3 separate regions of the Ovis aries genome follow, and regions 2 and 3 are each linked to region 1. The links are chromatin contacts, called in public Hi-C maps. All regions are on one chromosome and are shown on one strand. The core of a region is the stretch at or near the end of the contact, and the rest is flanking DNA. Distances in the headings are between cores, read along the strand shown.

What was found. A called contact is a pair of places that touch in the nucleus more often than the background predicts.
Region 2: a contact with region 1 is called in a Hi-C map of liver, with 2.0 times the contacts expected there. The contact joins the enhancer-like site here to the promoter of LOC121819259 in region 1. A contact is called at or near these places in 2 of 16 Hi-C or Micro-C datasets (liver and tail adipose tissue).
Region 3: a contact with region 1 is called in a Hi-C map of hypothalamus, with 4 times the contacts expected there. The contact joins the promoter of ADAMTSL2 here to the promoter of LOC121819259 in region 1. A contact is called at or near these places in 4 of 16 Hi-C or Micro-C datasets (hypothalamus, omental adipose tissue and tail adipose tissue).

What each region holds. Positions count from the first base shown.
Region 1 is chr3:2,375,056-2,377,934 of ARS-UI_Ramb_v3.0, reverse strand. LOC121819259 (basic proline-rich protein-like) reads left to right here and starts at 1,359. Exons shown (of 2, transcript XM_042247997.2): 1 at 1,359-1,984; 2 at 2,154-2,879. SARDH (sarcosine dehydrogenase) reads right to left here. Exons shown (of 21, transcript XM_042247993.1): 3 at 2,127-2,305; 4 at 601-780.
Region 2 is chr3:2,571,867-2,574,745 of ARS-UI_Ramb_v3.0, reverse strand. No RefSeq gene overlaps it. Among named protein-coding and RNA genes, the nearest start is that of SLC2A6, 11 kb to the left of the region's middle. Within about 2 kb of position 1,400, at least 23 of the 54 cell types and tissues checked have an H3K27ac peak or open chromatin away from gene starts, as enhancers often do. A contact at or near this core is called in liver and tail adipose tissue, where this site is marked.
Region 3 is chr3:2,535,278-2,538,156 of ARS-UI_Ramb_v3.0, reverse strand. ADAMTSL2 (ADAMTS like 2) reads left to right here and starts at 1,425. Exons shown (of 19, transcript XM_060413735.1): 1 at 1,425-1,806.

The sequences.
Region 1 (2,879 bases), core at 110-2,609:
CCACCCAGCCCGGTCGGGACCCGGGACCCCTGCTTCTGCTCGGGCAGGCTTCATGCAGCCCCATCGGGGACATGGGGCTGACCACAGGGCGGGAACCGGCTCCGTGCTCCTTGATGTGGAGAACCTGTCCCCCTAAACAGAGACTTTAAAGAGAAAAAGGAGGGCTCAAGGGACTGGCAGATGCTGCAGTTCAAAGGTCGCGTGAAGGTCAGTGCAGCTTGGTTCACTTCTCCAGAGAAATATACTCGCGGTAACACTAAAGTGTCAACACTGGGGGCCTCTGGGTGACTCTTTTCTTTCTTCAGCTTTCTCCATGTCTTCTTCCTTGATTATTTGTCTTTTCTAATTTTTCCTACAACTACATGTGGACTCAAGTCAAAAGGAGAAGAGATTTGTGGCAGGTTTGCTATCCCAGCAGGGTGGGGCCTCTGGGGAGAGTGGACATCATGGACAGACCGAAGCGGCTGGCTAGCCTGGGCAGGAGCGGGTCAGGGGCTCGGGTCCCCGCTGGCCCGTGGTCTCAGCGCAGAGGGAGCTCATGTTCCTGGGCAGGAGGGCCAGGCTCAGAGCGGGGGGCCCAGGGCCGGGAGACGGTCGTACCTGCGCCCCCCGCGCGGTGGCGGCCCGGGCGAGGCTGGTGCAGGTGCCGGCGGGGTCCATGGTACCGTCGTGGGGCACGTACAGGGTCCCGTAGAGGTCCTCCACGTTCATCAGCGGATACAAAGCCTTGGTTTCCCCGGGGCTCAGCACGTGGGACTCGATGCCGTAGACCTTGCCCAACTAGGGGAACGCAGAGGAAAGTGAGCCTGGGGATGGGGCAGATCCTTCCAGCCACTCGCCTCCCTGTCTGGGCCTCCAAGGGTCAGTTTTGACCCTGGCACCCCCAGGAACTGTGAGCCATGCCTGGGGAAGCTCCTGTCCCCTGGGCCAGCTCCGAGGAAGAGTGAGGAACCTGTGCAGTGCTCAGAAGCAGTCTCTGGGGCCCGGGCACATAAGGACTTGCTATGTAAAATAAATAAAATAATCCCCACAGGTCTGATATCTGGAGCTTGAACCAGGTGTGTTGGTCAGACTGACTCCCCAGAGACCAGCAGGTCCTCTGTCCCAGGAGCCAACTGCGTGACAGACCACACCCCTGACGCATTTCATTGGTCAACGGGCAGCCAATCAAGTGTCCGCAGGCATCCGCCCATCAGGACCTGCCCAACCAGAGATGTGCTCAGTGGCTAAGTCGTGTCCAACTCCAGGGACTGTTGCCCGCCAGACTCAGACTTTGTCCATGGGATTTCCTAGGCAGGAATGCTGGAGTGGGTGGCCATTTCCTTCTCCAGCCCCACTAGAGATGAGCTGAGCCAATCAGATTCCCTCTCGGCGCATCCTGACTGAGAGGTGGCAGAGACCTCGCTCCGAACTTGAGCTGAAACCCCCCAAGGTGACCCGTCCCAGCTGATGAGTGAGTAGCTGGGGAAGAGGTGGTGGGAGGAGGCAGAACGAGACCGCCTCCTGACCCCAGAGATCCCCCGCCCTGCTGTGACGAAGCCAGCTGCCGCTGCTTCCGCTGGGGCACTCAGGGGAACACAGCGTCCCCTCAACAGTGCGCCTCCGCTTCCCACGCCGCCGGTTCTGCTTGCCAGTATACAGTTGGTGCTCGGTAACCGATGCATCGCTGGAGAAACTCGTCCCTTCCATGCCCTGGAATGTGGGGGCCAGCCCTGGCTGCTCTGGGTGAAGGACCAACACTCCACCCCAACAGCGGGCCTTCCACGGTGTAAGGCTTCCTCTGCCATCTCCCTGACAACGATGTTCCCTAAGCATCTCCGGCAGAGCTGGGGGAAGAGCGGTCCCTGCCTCCCGGGTTGTGCGGGTTCATCCTTCAGCCTGACCCCCAGGAGCACCGCGCGTGGTGGCAACCCCCATCCACTGGGCCTCTTCTGCCTCTGAGGCTCAGCAGAACCATGCTCCTCGACAGGATCCCATTTCAAAGGTGAGAATGCCGAGGCTCGGAGGCAAAGGCGCCTGTCGCAGGGGGCCCAGCCCAGCTGAGGCAGGGCGAGGCTCCAGCCGCATCCACCGGGGCTCCTCCCTTGCACTACGCTGCCCACCCCCGCCCGCGGGGGTGCACCCACCGACATGAGCCTCTTGTACTCATCCAGACGCTGCCGGCTGGACGCGATGAACAGGCCACCGTTCTGGATCCAGCCCGTGTGCAGCCCTGTCTCCTCCTCCAGCTCGCGGCTCACCACTTGCCTCGTGTGCGCCAGGAGCTCCACCTCCACGTCACTGGGCCGCAGCTGCCACAGCAGGCCTGGCGGGAGCGGGTGGGTGGGTGCGCCATCAGCCCCTGAGGGGCTGCACCCCCTTCCCCAAGCAGGCCAGAGCTCCCAAATATCAGGCTGCGGGCCTGAAGCATCCCTGCAGGCCATGGAGACGGCCTCGAGAGGCCGATGAGCAGGAAACGACAGGGGCAACGCTGAGTCCCAGGACACAGCTCTTGGGCAGCTCAAAGACAACACCAAAGGCCTCCTTTATCGGGCACCTGCTGTGGGCAGAGCCGGGCACGGAGCAACGGCGGCCCGGGGAGGCAGGTGGGACTGTTGCACGGTGAAATTAAGGAGCATCAAACAGCTCTGTGCCCAGGATCTCAGGGCAGGTGGTGAGGGGGTCCCGGGACCGACTGAAGTTCCCCCACAGAGTGGACCCCTTCTGACCGGGGCCTGGGGAGCGGCCGGCCCAGGGAGAAGTGACGGTGGGGAGACAGTGCCCTCTGAACCTCTCCCCAGCTCCCCGTTCGGCGCCATCATGCTTGTATCGGCCAAAGCGGGAGTGACTGCCCCACAGACGCTGCCAATCTTAACGCAGCGCTGAGGCAGAAGGTTGGC
Region 2 (2,879 bases), core at 151-2,650, 200 kb before region 1:
CCCTAGGGCCTGGAGGCCCCACCCTGGGGGAGAGACTTTTCCGTGGCTTCCTCTCCGCCAAGCTCTCTCCAGCTCTGTGGCCGTGGGCGAGCCCCAGACCGAGTCTCCTTTCCTCATCAGTCCGCGGGTCAGTGGGACCACACTGCTCCTCTACTCCATTCTGCCTCCTTCCCAAGAGGGCCCTGATGGTGTCTGGGGTGGCAGCGTGCCTACTCAACTCACAGGCCCTCCAGCCGCCCTGCAGCTGGGTGGCCACGTGAGTCCCTTCTGGCCAGGGGTGTGGTTAGTCCCGAGTGTCCAGAGAGGGCCGCCTTCCTGATTAGCAAGGCTTCGGGTCCTATCCCCTTCTTCCTGCCTGGAATTCAGTCGTGTTGCCTGGCGGTGCAGCAGCCCTCTTGCAAGCAGGAGGTGGGAGCCCAGGCGAGGATGATGAGCAGGGATGAAGCAGGAGCTGGTTCTTTGGGGGTGTGGAGGCTGGGCACCTTGTTGTGTGGGCTGGTTTTCTGGGTGTTGCAGCCTCAAGCACTGCTAACTGCTACAGACCATCGACTCCTCCTTCCCTGTGGAAGTGGCCTGGAGACTGAAGGGGCAGGCTTGTGGGTGTGCTCCAGACCTGGGCCCCCTCTTCTGTGCTGGGCCCCAGGGCACCGGGGCACTGGGGAATGGTCCTCAGAGGCCTTCAGGCATCTCTTGAGGGGAGAAGGACAAGGGGCCCCAGACAGCTGGCCTGGTCTCCCACAGGGAGCGGGGGCCTCTAGGGCCCGTGTCTGAGACCTGCTCCTGCCCTGCGTCCTTGGCAAGGTGAGAGTTAAAGAGGCAGGAGGGAGGTGATGCTGGAAACCCCCTCCCCTCAAGGGGTGGGGGCTGAGGGGCTGGCACCAGAGGCAGGCAGGCGGGCGGGCAGAGGGGACAATCAGCTTTCTCCATGGTGCGGGGTGGCCAGTCCCCAGAGCCCGACCATGGCTGGACTCCTCTGGTCTCCTCACCACAGAGCCGGCCAGACAGCCCCCAGCAGATGCTTCCGGGGACGTTCTCGGGGTTCTGGCCGGGCACGCCTCATGGGCAGGTGTGTCTTGCTTGGGGCAAGAAGGGGCAGCAGCAAAGGCTGGGGCAAGGCTGGCCGGTCTCCATGCTGGCTGCCTGCCCCTGCTTGGTCCTGTGACGTGGACTTGGGTCAGGCCTGACCGGTGAAGCGCGTTCCTTCCTGCTTTGGCCTTTGCACTGGGAAGGGTCAGACCCAGGGTCCCGCCGCCCCGCCCTCCGCCCTGGCCAGGTGCACCGTGACCCCGGTTCCCACCACTCTGGGGTTCACGCCCCTCCCCTGCGGCCAGCACTGGCCGGGCCTGGGGAGGGCGGGGCTGGGGCCGAGCGTGGCCGGCCAGCCTGGCGTTTTTTTCCGCCTTTTCATGGCCTCAGCCAACACCCTCTCCCGGGATGCAGCCAACTATGTGTGGGCCGCAGAGTCGCCCAGCAGCTGCTCCTCCTGCTAGAGAGTGACGTCACGTATTTTTGGATGGCCAGTCGCTCCCTGCTTTGCGATGTTGGAAGCGACAGCCTCGCTCCGTCCCCGCCGCTCCCGTGTCCCTCCAGCCCACCCTGCGCCCACCTTGCCCTGCGACGGGGCCCCTCTCCAGCACTCAGACAGAGCCCGCACTGAGGCCGCAGGTGGCCCGGGAACCCTCTCCTCGGTTATTTTTGGCCCCTGTGCTGGCCCAGGGACTCCCTGCCAAAAGCAATTACTGAATTCTCATCTTGTTTTGCTGATGGCTTAGAGTATGTCAACAATGTTCCACCGGGGAGACCCGAGGGCAGCTCGAGATTGGGGGAGGGGAGGGGGCTTGGGCGCCCCGTGGGGGTCCCCCAGGACTGGACCACTGGGGTCCCTGGAGAGGCAGAGGAGGAGGAGGGCTCAGCGAGGGCCGTCCCTCGCAGCTGCTGTCCGTCGGCGCCCTGGAGCGCTAGTCTGTGTGCAGACACTGAGAACCCGGTGGAGGGGGGGAGTCTGTCTTCCAAGGCTCAGAGCTGCCCTGCGACCAGCTGACGTCCCGGTGCTGGGAGGTGGCTGCAGGGCTTTGTGCCTGGGCTCTGGCCCTCGTCTGTGGGGGGTGGGCTCACCCTGATCTGCAGTAGCAGGGCTTGGGGGCTCCAAATAACAGGCGGGATCTGCCCCCAGGGGTCTCCCCCTTCCCCCAGGCTTCGCTCAGTGCCACGGACCAGAGGCCACAGCAGCAGGCCAGGCCGGGCCTTCGTCTCTGAGGGGCTCCATTGTGTGGCCGTGGGTCTGCAGCCCAGCCCCGCGACTCCAGTGTCTCCACCAGGACCACCACGCTGTCCCAGGGAGGACCTTGGGGTCGTGGGAGGCTGGATTCCACCTGGTGGGCTTCATCCCGGGCCCAGGCCGCCCTCTGCCCCCTGACCAGCCCTCAGGGACACCCACTGGCCATAGGCAAAGAGACGGAGGAAGGCTGCAGCCCTGGGGCTGGGAGCCCGGCGGCCCTGACCTGCTGGGCAGGCGCCCCGCCTGGGCTCAGGCGAGCTTCTGACCCCGACCTCTCTACCAGCCTCAGCACCACCCCCAGCGAGTTTCCAGGAGGGCCAGGAGTCTCCGGGGGGAGGAGATGGGGTGGGAGCTGAGTGGGCTCTGGAGGCTGAGCACCCCAATGTCCGGGGACCGGGGGCCACGTGCCCACCATGGGCGGCACCCCTGGGGCAGGGGTCCTCCCTGCTTGAGCTGATGGCTGACCCTGTTTTCCCACCGGCTCTTCTTCTCAGGGGGCCCAGAATGCTCATTGCCCCCCGGGGGAGGGAGGCTAGGAGGCCAAGCCCACTGTACCCACAAGGGTGGCTGGACACGCGTGCACTCCCGCCTCCTGTGGGAC
Region 3 (2,879 bases), core at 176-2,675, 160 kb before region 1:
TGAGTGTGTGCTCCTGTGTGTGTGTGCGCACGCATGGGTGTACACGCATGTGCACGCGTGTACACGCGTGTACATGTGTGTGCACGTGTGTGCGTGTGCATGCTCACCAGTGCTGTGTGGCAGGTCCCATCGTGTCCGTGATCCAGTGTGCCAACAGGGGGCAGCGTGGGCCTGGTTTCCACCGAACATCACAGGGGCCCCAGGGGAAGAGAAGCAGAGATGGATAAGACCTGCCTCCCCAGAGTCTGGAGAGGATGAACGCGATCCAAGAGCCTGCTGTGGCGGGGATGTGCTCACCAGGGGGCTGGGCTGTGCTGCTTACCAGACGTGCAAGCCTGGGCGTCCCTGGGCAGTCTCGGAGCCTCAGTTTCCCCGTCTATAAAATGGGGATCTCCTAGCTCTCTGCAGGCAGGAAGGACTCACGCAGGAGGGACAACGGTGGCAGGGCGGCGGGTGCGGTTGCTGGCTCTCCTCCCCCCCCCCCCCCGCTCCTGCTGGTGGCAGAGCTTCCCAGGGGTGGAATGGTTCTCAGCCTGGAGGAGCTCCGCAGTTCCTTCCGGCAGGGAGGATGCAGGAGGGGGAGGGCTCTCCAGGCGCCGCTGTGAGCCGTCTGCAGCGCAGAGGCCGGGGATGGCTGCAGTGGCCCGGGGTCGCCCCCTTCCACGCCCACCGTGTGTGGAGGTGCCCCTGTGTGCCGGGCTCTGGAGGGTCTGGTGTGTGGGGCGGGGGCCTGGCCTGCTTCCGGGGCTACTTGCAGTGTCTGGGGTGCCCCCTGGGTGCCGGGGAGGGAGGGGGGTGCGGCTGGAGTGCATGCTGCTGGCTCCGTGCTCTGCTCCACGCTCTGACTCAGCAGGAACGCAGGCTGGAGCCCCACGCCGGCCTGCCAGGGGCTGCCCAGCTGGCGCGCGCCCAGCCAGGCCGTGTGCCCTGCCAAGCTGGTGTGAACATCTGCGAAGCTCCGCGCTCCTCCCCGCCGCTGGCTCCGGCTGTGCGAGCTGTCTGGTCCGCGGGCTGCGGGCCCTCCTGTCCCGTCCCCGGACCCTTGGCTGGGGCCTGCGCCGGGTCTCGGTCAGTCCCTCCGCTGCTCAGGAGAAATGTCTCCAAGCCTGGCTGGGTGACCTCAGAGCCCGGTGTCCCCCCCGCCCCGCCAGACCCCAGCCTCACCATCTGTAAGCACCAGCCATCAGATGGCTGCCTCACACACCTAGGATCCATTCTGGGGAGGGGCAGAGACGGCACCCCCACACATACCCCGCCCCCCGAGGGAGGCAGGCATCCAACGGACCGAGCCTGGGGCTCAGTTCTGCTCCCCCACCCTCTGCACCGAGCTCCCCTGTGACCCCGGGACAGCGGCCACTCCGTCTGGTTACCCAGACACGCGGACCCGCGTGGTGGCCCCGGGCCGGCGGCCTCTCCACTCACGGCGGCGGCAGGCAGCTGGGCCGGCCTGGCCGTGCTCCAGAGGCGCGGAGCGGGTTAAAGTGTGCGCCGGGCCGGCCGGCGGGGCGGCGGGCGGGGGAGCAGCCTGGTGGGAAGTGTGAGTTCCTCCCCGTCTGCCTGACAGCTATAAAGGCCGCCGCGCCCGCCCGCCCGGCCGCCGCTGGGCTGCGCCTCCCTGGGAACCCCCTCTCGTGGGTGCGCTTTGAAGTGGAGGAGGGAGGCGGCCAGGGGGCGGGGGAGCAGACAGAGAGAGGCACAGCCCACGGCCCTCGGCGTCCCAGCCTCCCCCTGCACCGCGCACCTGGCTAGCCTGCCCGCGACCGCGGCCCCTTCCCCCGCGAGGACACCCTGCCGAGCCCCAGCCAGGTAGGCCACCTCCCCCGCCGTCTCGCTTCCCTTCCCACGGCTGCCCTCCCAGGACGAAGGTGCGGCCCCCAGTGCCTGCAGGTCAGCCCCGGCCCCTTGGGGAGCCGTTATATAACAGGACCAGGGACTCCTGGGGAGGGTCCAGACCCTCTGAGCCCGGTCTGGGCAGTGGGAGTGGGGGTCCCTCAGCTCCTAGCCTCCCCGAGCCCAAAGCCCTCACTTGCAGGGCAAGCCTCTCCCGCTGGCCGGTGGTGGCTGTTTTTGGACCCCAGGGAGGGCTGGATCCCGCGTGAGCCGGGCCTGGCCTGCAGCCACGGCTGTCTGGGAGCCTTAATGAAAACCAAGTGTGCGGCCGGCTCAGCACCTGTCTTCAGCCTGCAGGCAGGAGCCGGGGCCACAGACGAGCCAATGGTACTGCCGACGGGGGTCCGTGCTTGCAGAGGGGGCTGGTGGGGGTGCAAGTGGGGGCCTGCGGGGGAGGGGCAGCCCCCGGGTGGTGAGTGGGCAGGCAGGCAGGCGGTTGGGGAGTTGCGGATCTTAAGGTCTCAGCTCCAAATTTCGGGGTGGACTGCTGCCGCGTCTGGGGCAGGGAGACATTCTTGGGGTGCGAGGCTGGCATTGGCGTAGCTCCTGGTAATTTGCAGGTGCTTGAGCCCACGAGGAGGTGAGGGTTTGGTGGAGGAGGAGAGGGGGCAGATGAGGAGCTGTTTTCAGGCCTGGCAGGCATCGGGCGGCGGGTGCCTTCTACCTTCTTTCACTGGAATTTATCTCTGTTTGCCCTGGGGTCTGGGGGCTAGTTGGCCACATAGATGGCTGTGTGGGTTTGGCAAACTGGCTCCCCTCTCTGGTTCTGGGCTAGAGGAGGATGGGCTTGGGGGTTTCCGAAACTCCTCCAACCCACTGGCAAGTGACACTCAGGACCTGAGACAGACCCTGGCCAGAGGTCACTGCAGGCCCCCAGCTGGTACTCCTATCTCAGGGGCAGATAAGGGAGGCTGAGGGCCCAGGAGGCTGGAGGCAGCCCTTGATTTGACCCCTGGCAGGGAGGCCAAGCATGGGCTTACCTGGTGGTT